Linked DNA regions of Sus scrofa: region 1 is linked to region 2. The links are chromatin contacts, called in public HiChIP or PLAC-seq maps. All regions are on one chromosome and are shown on one strand. Each heading gives the region's core, a stretch centred on a gene start, on an enhancer-like site or on the middle of the called end of the contact. The rest is flanking DNA. Distances are from core to core; before and after follow the strand shown. Region 1 overlaps PHLDB2 (pleckstrin homology-like domain family B member 2). Region 2 overlaps PHLDB2 (pleckstrin homology-like domain family B member 2).

Evidence for each region. HiChIP or PLAC-seq counts read pairs in DNA pulled down with a chosen protein or histone mark.
Region 1: a contact with region 2 is called in an H3K27ac HiChIP or PLAC-seq map of skeletal muscle, with 5 times the contacts expected there. The contact joins two enhancer-like sites. A contact is called at or near these places in 8 of 47 Hi-C or Micro-C datasets (embryonic fibroblasts, fetal heart ventricle, heart right ventricle and 4 more) and 1 of 2 datasets of contacts at active chromatin or transcription factors (skeletal muscle).

Annotation. Positions count from the first base shown.
Region 1 is chr13:147,991,503-147,997,543 of Sscrofa11.1, reverse strand. The region is part of intron 1 of PHLDB2 (pleckstrin homology-like domain family B member 2); the gene reads left to right. Among named protein-coding and RNA genes, the nearest start is that of PHLDB2, 31 kb to the left of the region's middle. Within about 2 kb of position 3,358, at least 4 of the 83 cell types and tissues checked have an H3K27ac peak or open chromatin away from gene starts, as enhancers often do. A contact at or near this core is called in omental adipose tissue and skeletal muscle, where this site is marked.
Region 2 is chr13:147,894,597-147,900,522 of Sscrofa11.1, reverse strand. The region is part of intron 2 of PHLDB2 (pleckstrin homology-like domain family B member 2); the gene reads left to right. Among named protein-coding and RNA genes, the nearest start is that of ABHD10, 120 kb to the right of the region's middle. Within about 2 kb of position 1,517, at least 64 of the 83 cell types and tissues checked have an H3K27ac peak or open chromatin away from gene starts, as enhancers often do. A contact at or near this core is called in omental adipose tissue and skeletal muscle, where this site is marked.

The DNA of each region.
Region 1 (6,041 bases), core at 2,109-4,608, 95 kb before region 2:
GTGCAGGATTTAAGTCACTCTACCACTTCCTGCTTTGGTGAAGCATAAAAAGCATATTTTCTTTATCTGAAAAATGAGGATAATAATTGTGACTTCATTTAGTTGCTGTGAGATTAAATATTTCATATAAAGTGCTCAGAACTGTGCCTAACACAGAGTGAAAGCCCAGCAAGCAGTAAAAATTATGATCCCTTTGATCCCATTCTCAACAGCTATTGTCACAAGCCCATTGATTTTACCAGCAATGAAAAATATGTTTTGTTGTAGCTGCCAGTCTCCAACAATTACTTTTTAATATGGCCACTAATTTGTCTTAGAGATGACAATTTTTATAATGTCTTGGGCTGGATTTTCTAAGTACTAGGTTGAGAGGTATATGAATTGGGTTGTATAGGGGAAGCAGGTAGAATGTGGAAAGAGCTGGTGGGATATCCTAAAAGCTGAGGATAGGAAGATAAATTAGAAAAGGAGAATCAGGAATTCCCATTGTGGTTCAGCAGTTAGCAAACCCAAGTAGCATCTATGAGGATGCAGGTTCAATCCCTGGCCTCACTCAGTGGATTAAGGATCCGGTGTTGCTGTGGCTGTGGTGTAGGTTGCAGACATGGCTCAGGTCCAGTGTTGCTGTGGCTGTGGTGTAGGCCGGTGGCTACAGCTCCAATTGGACCCCTAGCCTGGGAATCTCCATATGCTGCGGGTGTGGCCCTTAAAAAAAAAAGACAAAAAGACCAAAAAAAAAAAAAGAAAAGCAGAATCAGGAGAGATGATTCACCTAACGAAGAAAGAAAATTAGGAAAAAGCAAGAGTAGAGAGCAGCAAATACACTTTCCCCTATTAGAAAGGGCTTAGACGGGAGTTCCCGTCGTGGCGCAGTGGTTAACGAATCCGACTAAGAACCACGAGGTTGCGGGTTCGGTCCCTGCCCTTGCTCAGTGGGTTAACGATCTGGCGTTGCCGTGGGCTGTTGCCGTGGGCTGTGGTGTAGGTTGCAGACGCGGCTCGGATCCCGCGTTGCTGTGGCTCTGGCGTAGGCTGGTGGCTACAGCTCCGATTCAACCCCTAGCCTGGGAACCTCCATATGCCGCGGGAGCAGCCCAAGAAATAGCAACAACAACAACAACAAAAGACCAAAAAAAAAAAAGGGGGCTTAGGGAAATAAATTATGTTAATAATCTGAGTAATGTCCAGGCAAGTTACCTCATTGAATTTTAGATGATCGTAACTAGAAACTGGGTCATAGGAATACAATAGAATTTCTGCATGGAGTTGAGTTAAGAAGTGATACCATATGTGGAGAAGAACCAAGAGATTTTAACGTAAAATTATGTCACAAACTATTACATATAGGATGGAAAAACAACAAAATCCTACTGTGTAGCATAAGGAACCATATTCAGTATCCTATGATAAACTGTAATGGAAAAGAATAAGAGCAAGAATATAATGTATATAAAGGATGTATATGTATAACTGAATCACTTTGCTGTACAGCATAAATTAACACATTGTAAATTAACTACACTTCAATAATACTTTAAAAACACATAAAATCATGTTGAGTCTATATGGATTCAATGGCCCTTACCTACTTACATACAGTTTGTAACAAATGTTTTTCACATTGAAGTTGGGTTATTATTTTCTGTAAACAGCAGAATAAAGTTATAATATATTTGTACAGGAAGACAATGTCAGAGACAGCTGGTGAGAGCACTGGTGATAAAAAGATGAGCTAAAATGACCCTTCCCTCTCCTAGACCAAAGCTGAACCCATGAAAGAAAACAATGGACCTCAATGGCCACAAGAATTCTGGGACAACTGGGAGCTCTGGATAGGTGCATGTCTACCCAGCAGCTAGCCAGCCAGTCCCCCACCCACAGCCTCTGATCTGGCCACAAATACATGAACGACCACCATAGCAGTGTTAAGGGATCCATGCTGAACAATGGTCCATACAACTGCCAGGGACTTAAATGTCTTCCTGTGAAACTTCATCACCCCAAACCACCTACATTCCTGGAGTTTGCTCTGCCCAGCCAGCATCTTTTGCATTGTCTAGCTGGGCCTACGTGCAGAGATCCTCAGAGACAATACTTAGATTCATGTCTGGAATGTTTCAGCATACCATCGAACCAACTCCCACTCTCATTTTTGCCAGAGGAAGAGACTCATAAACACCCAAGGAGCCCTCTGGCTGCCAATGAGCAATTTCTTGAGTTTTTAATTATGGACCAATGAAAACAGTGTCTTCAGTGAACGGCTGCCTCCCTTTCGCCTCTGACCCATGGTCAGACATGCAGCTGTGAGTGTTGCCAGATGTTAGTGAAGATCCACATGCAACAGGACTTTTATTTATGACCTAAGAGCAGCACTCATCAGTAACCCTGTGGGCTTGACTTTTATTTAACACGTAAATGACCTTGATACTGTGTGTGGAAGTCTCTGTGTTTGGATGTGGCTTGGTCTATGGGAGAGAGAAAAATGTGTTTCCTCTAAGTTCCTTTAAGCACCCTTGTGGAAAGGAGGATGGGGAAGCCCATGAAAATTATTAGGACCTGGTGATCTAGGAGAGAGCCCAATGCCCCAATAAACATTTTCACTTCGGTCCAATGCCTTTCTTATCTGAGCTGTCAGATAACACCCTCCCCCATATTCCAACATCACGAGATCATAAGGACCACTCTTTTTACCTCACAAGACCACAGCCAAATACATTTCTTTTTTTTTCTTTTTTTTGTCTTTTTGCCTTTTCTAGGGCCGCTCCCACGGCGTATGGAGGTTCCCAGGCTAGGGGTCTAATTGGAGCTGTAGCCGCCAGCCTACACCACAGCCACAGCAACGTGGGATCTTAGCCGTGTCTGCAACCTACACTACAGCTCATGGTAATGCCAGATCCTTTAACCCACTGAGCAAGGCCAGGGACCAAACCCGCAACCTCATGGTTCCTAGTCGGATTCGTTAACCACTGCGCCACGACGGGAACTCCCCAAATACATTTCATCATCAGCCTTTCCCCAGTCTGAATATTTTGTAGTTCTAGATGAAGCGTTTGGTGGAATCTCATCAATGTATTCCCAAAATAACAGAGACAAAGTGCTGATGGCATGCCGAAGGGTGTCCAAGCATGTTCAGGGGACAGGGATGTTAGAAAACTGGTTTCCTCATCTCCGAGATGTCCCCAGTTGAAAGTTGCACTTGTGAAAACTGTCACTAGACTCAGGATTGTGGATGTGCCCCGCGGTTAGAACCTGCTGCCTTTAAACGTTTCCCGTCAACCCTCGGTGTTCTGTTCCATCTCAAAGCTGTATAATCCCTAGCAGCTCTGTTCAGTAAGTGTTTGGGCAGATGGAGGCGAACTGATGAAACACAGATGGGTTAGAGAGATTAAGAACCCTGCTGGGTTGGGTATGTTTGACTGGTGACCACCACAGTATCTCAACAGTTTAGAAGATAAAGATAAATTCACCCATTAAAGCTATGTTGAATTTTAGCTACTTTATTCTCCAGCCTCTCATATAATTTCACAAAGTTGACTTCACTTTCCAGTATTCCTAGGTAGTATTTTAGAGAAAGGAGCAGAATCATCAGTTTAGAAACGGAAAACTGAGGTAATGAGAAAGACAGGCCAGAGCTGCACAGCTGAAAATCACTGGTTGCATCCAGAGGCCCCTGTTTCCCTCAGCAGAAGGTGCTTCCTCTGGGAAGGGTTCTCATTACATCATCAATGTATTTTTCCAGATACGAAGCTCCTTTGGGACGTAGAAATGCTGTCTGGGGAAACACTTATCATCTCTCAGCAAGTATTTAGATCTTTGTTTGCTCATTACTTTTGCTTCTATTTTCCCAGTGTATATGTCCATGTGTACACTCTTTTCCTCAGCGATTACCAATTAGTAATATTTTGTGAATTTAATTTAACACTTATTTGTTACTATTTTTAATGCAACTATTAAGTGGCTGTCCTCTGAGACTCTGTGACTTTCGTGCTATGTATCTTTTTCTGGAAATAACAATTTTTGTGGCTCAGACACACCACACACACACCAAGTTATAGAACAAAGGAAACACAACGTGTGTACAAAACACTCTAGCTTATGCTATTATAGGATTACCATGAGTGCTTATGTTAGTGCACCATTTCACAAACGGAAAACCCTATTCAGAGGTAGGAAGTGACTCGCCAATACTACACAGTTTTTATATCACAAAGATGGAATTGGAAACCAAGAGTGAAAATCTGACATCTCAACCCTGGAACTTGCCAGTTCATGCTGTAAGTCTCTTCCTGGAAGATGAGCAAAACAAGGCAATGACAAAAATCCTAGATCAAGGATCTGATCACCTACAGAGAAGAGAACAAAAGAGTAATTGGTACAAATCCAGTAAGTTGGAGCAAAGTCTGGAAAGGGGGCTTCGGTGGGAGTTAGCAGAGAAATGGAGCCCAACAATCTCAGGGCATCTAGAACCTTCCTGCAAGACTGCTCACAGACATGTGTTCAGTGTCTCCCCCCCACCAACCTTTTTTTTTCTTTTACACCCACACTTGTGGCATATGGAAGTTCCCTGGCCAGGGCTCAAAGCAGAGCTGTAGCTGCCAGCCTCCGCCACAGCCATGGCAACACTGGATCTGAGCCACACCTGTAATCTTTGCTGCACTTTTGCGGCAATGCTAGATTCTCAACCCACTGAGCAAGGCCAGGGATCAAACCTGTATCCTCACGGTCACTATTTCAGGTTCTTAAACTGCTGAGCCCCAAGAACTCCATTGGTCCCTTTTTGGTGGCCGTTCCGATATAGCCCAACTCCCTAAAGCCGGTCTCTGGGCAGTCCATGGCCTTGAGGAAGAAGATGCTGTGTCTCTGTAAATTTATTAGTTTCCCAGGGCTGCTGTAGCAAGGTACCACAGATGGAGCAGCTGAAAGAATGGATATTTGTCTCACACTCCTGGAGGCCAGAATTTCAAGACCAAGGTGCAGGCAGGTTTTTTCCTTCTGAGGGCTATGGGGGAGAATCGTTTTCATGCCTCTCTTCCTGGCTTCCAGTGGTCTTCTGGAAATCTTTGGTGTTCCTTGGCCTACAGTGCATCACCCTGATTTCCACCTTCATCTTCACATGGCATTTTCTCTGGGTTTAAGTCGTCTTTGTGTCCAAACATCATCTTTTACAATGACACCAGTCACATTGGATTGGAGTTCACCCTAATAATTTCATTTTAACTTGATCTTCTACAAAGAAGCTGTTTCCAAATAATAACATTTCCACAGGTACTGGGAATAGGGACGTCAGAATCTATGGGGGGGGGGGAGAGACATAATTCATAACAGAAAGAAAATGTTTCTTTTCAGAAAGTATCTCCGAACCTAAAATGTTATCCTTAAATTTGCTTTCACCTGCCTCAAACATAAGCATTAACCAGCTTTTCTATAAAGAGAAATTTTTCCCTGTTCAATTTTTTTTTACTTTGTATTATTAACAAATGACCCTTTGAATTTGGTATTGACTACCTCCAACCCCCCCAGAATAAATGCTAAAATAGAAGGCTTCCATCATTATGAGAATTTATTGCTTCTCTCTTACTCGAACCATGAACTTCTGTCTATTTGCATTACCAGGAAGAAATACATTTAAACGGTCTCAAAATCTATGATATTATCATTGTTATTATTACTATTCAAAAGGAGACCCTGGTCAGAAGAAAATCTTTTCCAATGCAATACTGGAAAGTTCTACAAGTTGTATTTTCAAAAGCACTTAATTTTATATTTCCGATCTATTTTTTTTAATAAATTGTTTTTTACCGTAAAGAGAAGAGGAAGAAAAGTAAACTCATGCAAGTGAGTGGCTTCTAGATGACAAAGTTTATAGGTTTCTGTGCCTATGTATTCATGACAAAGCTGGACAGCTTTTGAAAGCTGTCAGCTGTCTGTTCTCTGGGCTGACAAGCGACTAGGTCAACCCAGTTCTAACTGAACACTGAGAATGACATATTTCTTATAAAGTTTATGTTAGGGATCCAGCCAAGTCTAAACTCTCTTTTGAC
Region 2 (5,926 bases), core at 268-2,767:
AGAGAAATAACCAAAAGGAAATCAGTGTAAGTTATTTTAAAGGATTTTAAAATAATAACCCAGCGATTTTGCAAAGCTGCTTTTCTGACGTTGGGTACCTGCCCGCGGGCGAACTGTAGGGAGGAGGTGCGGTCACCTGGAGTTTCCCAGTAGAAACTTCACCGTTGGGTGAAGAAATCGCCGCCCGAGGACGTGTACCCTCCCGCCCTTCTTCCAGCTCATTAAGAAAGACTTCGGTAAGTGAGACAAAAGTTTCTACTGCACGGCTGGCTGTAAACGCGGCTTGGAGAAGCTGGCGCCCTGTGATGGGGCGACCAACCAAACCCCTCCTGCAGCAGTAGAAGCCCCAACTGCGAGCTGCCGGGAGCTTCACCGACTTCACTGTTTCGAGCCCCTCCGTGCCCGCCGCGGTGGTTACAAAGGGGGCCGAGGCACCGGAGCCGCGCGGGGCCCACCACCGCGGCTCGAGGGGGACCGCACCCAGAGGCTTGGCCTCCGGAGCGCGCCTTCCGTCCCTCGCCGCGGGGACCCCGCCGCGCAAAAGAGCCAGGTGAGGAGGGGCCGGCCGCAGGAGGGGTGGAGGGGGCCGGGCCGGCTTCGCGCGTCCGAGCCGCTCCCTCCGGGCGCTGCCTCCCCCCGCCGCCGAGTTGGTCGCCGCCCGTTTGCTCGGCGGAGGGTTGGGGGCGGAGAGGAGGCAGTGGCCGCCGGGGCCAGGAGGGGCGCGCTGACTGCGCTCCGCGAGTCCGGAGTGGCCGGACGGCTGCGGCTGGAACTGCGGCGGGTCCAGAGGGAGGGTGGGAGGGAGGCGGGGGAGGGGGGCAAAGGCAAGGCGAGGGGCAGCCGGGCCCTTGGAGAGTGGCGGCTCCGAGGAAAGATGAGACGGTGAGTGGGTGCCGGGGACGCAGAGGTTTTTTTTTTGCTTTTCTTGCGGGCTGCAGGGACAAAAGCCCGGGCTGGGGTTAGCAGAGCCCGGGCTGCGCAGCTTTGGGGGGCCCAACCCCAGGAATGGATAGACCTCGGTTGAGAGGATCCTCGGGAGGGAGCAGCGGGATAGAAGAGAAGCTCACAGAACTATTGTAGGGAACTGGCGGATTTGGGGGGGACCGGAGGGAACTTTTGCTGAGAAGTCTGTATACTCAAGGAGAGAGGGATCGGAAACTTGGGGGTAGGCTGCTTTGTCGCTGTGGGCAGAGTAAAGAGAGAGTCCGCCGCTGGATGGTGTGGGCTCGGAATTCAGAGAAGACCCCCTCCCCCAAATATCTAGCTAGCTGCGCTTTTGGTCCACTTTATTTCAAGAATGGGGCTCGCAAGTTTGAACCTCTCAGGGCCTCGGATTCCGATTTGGCTTTAGATTCCCCCGCTCCAAATGTATGTTATGGCGGTCTCCGCACCCCTAGACATAGCGGCTGGAAGTGGGAAATGTTTTGAACCCCTGTTACACCCGCGCCCGGCATGGCCGAGGCGCGGCTGAAATGTTTGCTGGTACCTTGAATAACTTAGCTCTAGCAGTCATCACTTATTAAAGCGCCGCGGACCTGGCTAACTCCCGCCACCGCCAGGAAATTAAAAGGCTGACAGGCTGTCCCTTCCAGGGTTGGGGTTTCCTGTTTAAAAGAGCTTAGGAAGTAGAACCTGCTTTCCAGCGCCTACCCATCCACCTTTCTCATGTAAAAAGAGAATTGCGCCTGCAGCCTTTTCTGTTGGTAGACTTGCCAGAGGCTGGAAATCCTCCTGCCTGGCCCTGCCCTCATCCCTAGAAGTCTTCCTTCTGCTGCTCTAAAGTAGCTCTCAAGAATTCTAGAGTGCACAACTAGTCACTGCCAGAGGCAGCTGGGAGTGGAACTAGGAGAAGAGGCATAAACCTGGGGCGTGCTTTTAGTGTAAATATATGTCAGCCACATTTCCCTTCCTTGTATGAATGTATTCATTATAGATACTTATTTTCAACTTTAAACATTAAGCGTCCTAGCTGGGCTTAATTTAGGCATTTGAGATATGCCTCTGAGATTCTAGCATTATCTGAATTCAGCTGGGAGAGGTCTAAATGAACTTCACAGTTTCGGAAAGTTAAACTTTTGCCCTGAGAACACTTGAATTCTTGGTTTCTGGTAGGATAGCAACGGAGTAGTTGGATTGGGGATAAATAAACCGTTAGAGTTGCCTACTATTTTAACAGAATGGCTATATCCTTGGTACCATTGCCCTCAATTGTGTAAATATTTGTTTGAATAAAGAGCTAAGGTTCTTTGAAAAGTAACAGTTGTGTCTATTCATGATTCCTTTTTCATATTCCTGGACCTAAGTTATTTAACAGTTTTTTTTTTTTTAGTTGTTTTTATCTTACATATTTAATGTGGAAATTTAAACATTGCATGTACTTAAGAAATTCTGTAAAGTCCCCAAAATGTTTATAACTGAGATTTCCTTTAAAAGCGGGGAGAGTTGAGTTTTTGCTCTTGGCTGATTAGTGTAGCCTTCACCTCCTGAGACCCGGAGGTTTGCAAACCCCAGCCTTTCTCACAAATGGAAAAATAAGATGTTTGGTTAGGAGTAGTCATCATTTCAGTCAATTTCCAGGCTTCAATCTGTTTTCATGCAGCTGGCAGCTGCTGTTCTTTTGGGCTGAGGACAGACTTTAGGGGATGTCTTTTGGATGGCTGATTGAAGTGGGGGAGGAAAAGATACTTGGGAAATTGTGCTGAGAGGTTGCTAATTCCTGTCTTAAAGAACCCCAGACCAAAACTGGAACTCTTCAGCAATCTTTTCACAAATGGTTTAGTTATTTGCTTTTGCACATGAGAGGGAAGAAAAAGCTGAAATGATTAGATCTATGATTGCATTTTGTAGTTTTTCTTACAAGCCCTGTCTTGAGGTCTGTATTGTACACAAGGGTTGATTGTGAAGTGCACTAGAGAAGTTAGTGTGAAAAACGTGATTGCTTTTAAATACTTGCTAATTCTCAACCCTTATCAGGAAGGCAGTTCTGTGAATGATTTAGAAAGACAGTGGTTTTGTACATCTTCCAAGAGGGATACATGTGCTTTATAAATCTGACTTTCTGTTAGATCTTAAATAATAATAATTGTGTAAATGTCATCTGTTTGAAACAAAAACAACTTTTAAGTGATGTACCTTACTTAAAGCCTTGGTAGACAGAACTGCAGTGATTCTAAATGGAGGTGAATGGGGGAGGGAACTCTTTGCTCCCCAGGGATTATTGGCCAATGTCTGGAGACATTTTTGGTTGTCAAAGCTAGGGGCAGGGGACAACCCCAGCTGCCAGCTGGGGCTGGCATCTAGTAGGTAGAAGCCTAAGATGCTGTGTAATGTTTTACAATGCACAGGACACACAGTGAATTATCCAGCCCCAAACTCTGGCTGGGTATTACCTTGAGGGTGTATGTTAACAAGATTAGGAATCTTAATCTAATTTAGGTCCTCAAGAAACCAACTGTGTTCTTGCTCAATACAAAGAGACCTTTTTGTCTGCAGCAGATTTTTTCGCCCTTGGCATTAAGTGTCTTAATGTACCATAAATGCAAAGGAACTTGTATTCACTGACTTTGAGTTGGCTTAAAATGACAGAATTTTGGAGTGTTATAGTGCAAGGGAGCCACAGAGATCACTGGGTTCAACTTTTTTTGTTTTATAGACGCAAAAACTGAGATGCCCAGAGATTAGTGACTGGCAAAGTCTCAAGTGAGTTAGTAATAGATGTAAGTTTTAGGTACAACTCAGGATTAGAAAAACTGATGTTGGGACAAATGGAATTAAAAAAAAAAAATGAACCTGACCTTTTGTGAGTATTTAGAGGTAACATTCTCCATAAATAAACTTTGATGGGGGAAGGGTAGCGTTAGCCATAGGGACTGTGGAGCATGTGCCTGAGTGTGTCAGCCCCAAGAAGAGGGTAATTCTATTGTGTGACCTGTGACACTCCATGTCTGATGCCTGCTCCATCCTTCCTGTGGCACAGTGGGCAACAGATGGTTCCACATTCATAGCAGATGCTGCTTTTGAATCCAGGTACAAAACAGAACATTTGAGATTTTTTTTTTGTCCCTCCCCGCCTCATGGGTTAAGGGTAGAGGGCATGAATGGATAGGGTTGTCTTGCACAGAAAGGAGGATGAGAGAGGCTTCCTGAGTACAGAGTTTAAAAAGACAGCTGGTATATAAGGAAATGAGCTTGCTTTGGGGGCAGTTGTGGGGGAAATTCACAAACTGATGAGTGGATATCTAAGATCAGTGTGATATTTGCATAGAACTTGAGTTAGGGACCTGAAGACAATTGAAGCATGGCACTTCTTTGGGGCAGTTGGGCAAAATAACAATGGGGGTAAAAGGAATCTCAAAAATCCCCTTATCTGAATCCACTTGCTTGGCTAGTGAGAACCTGCAAACCAAACCTCCAAACTCTTGTTTCATTGTACTTTCTCTGACCACTCACTCCTCCCCACCCATCTCTACCATTCCATCTCTTTACTTAATAGAGAAGAAAATAATAGTAATATAACATTTTTGATCATTTCCTAGGAGATTTTAAAAAGCATGGTATTTGTGAATGGCTCTGTTAATAGAAAGGTGTTATCTCAACAAGTTTTTTTACTTATTTATTTTTTTTTTCTTTTTTAGGGTCTCACCTATGGCATATGGAAGCTCCCAGGCCAGGGGTCAAATCAGAGTTGTAGCTGCCAGGCTATACCACAGCTCACAGCAACTCCAAATTCTTAACCCATTGAGCGAGGCCAGGGATCAAACCTGCATCCTCATGGATACTCATTGTGGTTCATTACCACTGAGATACAATGGGAACTCCTTAATGAGTTTTTGATTATCAGAAAAGTTGTGCACCTTGGGCCGAGCTTCCGTTTACGTTATAATTAGCCATTAGGCCCATGAATATGGATTCTCTGTTCTGTGTACTAATTGGTTATGCCATGGTAGTTATACTCCTCAAATCTGAGAGGTTCTGGCAATATAGAAGAATGTTTTTGTGTGCCTTTCTTGGAAGAGCTTCTGGACCTCACTGTGGTAGGTTCTTATCATTTTGACAACTAGTTAATGGGTGCACCTCAAAGCCAAGTACATAGTAGTATATTTAGAAATGATTCAGAAGTGATGACTCTTTTAAGAGGTCTGCTCTCTGCAGGTGCTGCAGTAAAGGGGAATAGCACCCTTTTCATTATCCACTTTCCTCTAGTCATTCTAGTTAGCTTTTTTTCTGGTGATGGGCAAGAAGATGCATTTGTTTGTTTCTTTTATAATTGTTGGCTGGAAATATTTACTGACATTGAATTTATGGGACACTTGTGTTTTGAAAGTGAATAAAACCAAAATGGGTAGGTCAAGTTTTCAAACCCCCTCAAAATAAATATTTAGTAAGACAGAACTTGTCTCTGACACCCAGAAATTCACATCCTCTGGGGGTTAATTTGCACAGTTGTTTTCATGATATTTAGGAATGTTTCTTAAATGTTGAAAAGAAACTTTGTGCTATATCTGTTTTAAAGTCAAGATTGTTATCTAAAGCAGCTAGTGGTCAATAGGAGAAACCCAAATATAAAAATAATTTCATTGAGATTTAGTAAGAAAGCTAGGGGTGGGAGAAGATTGCCATATAAAGAAACACATAAATAAGATGTAGAGTAACAAATTAAGTTATATGGACACTTTTTTTTTTTTTTTGTCATGCCCAGGGAATGAGCAAGTTCCCGGACTAGGTTTGAACCCTCACCACAGAAGTGACAACACCAGATCCTTAACTAGCTAAGCCAGGAGGGAACTACATAGGGAGACTTTTTGAAAGAATTTTTTATAAGGGATATTTGTTTTGCCTAGTGTGGTTGGGTTGATTTCTTAGATGAACTGCTTTTCCTTACTTTGCAAATTAAGGGAAAAGGAAAAGTTTGTTCATGCCAGTATTT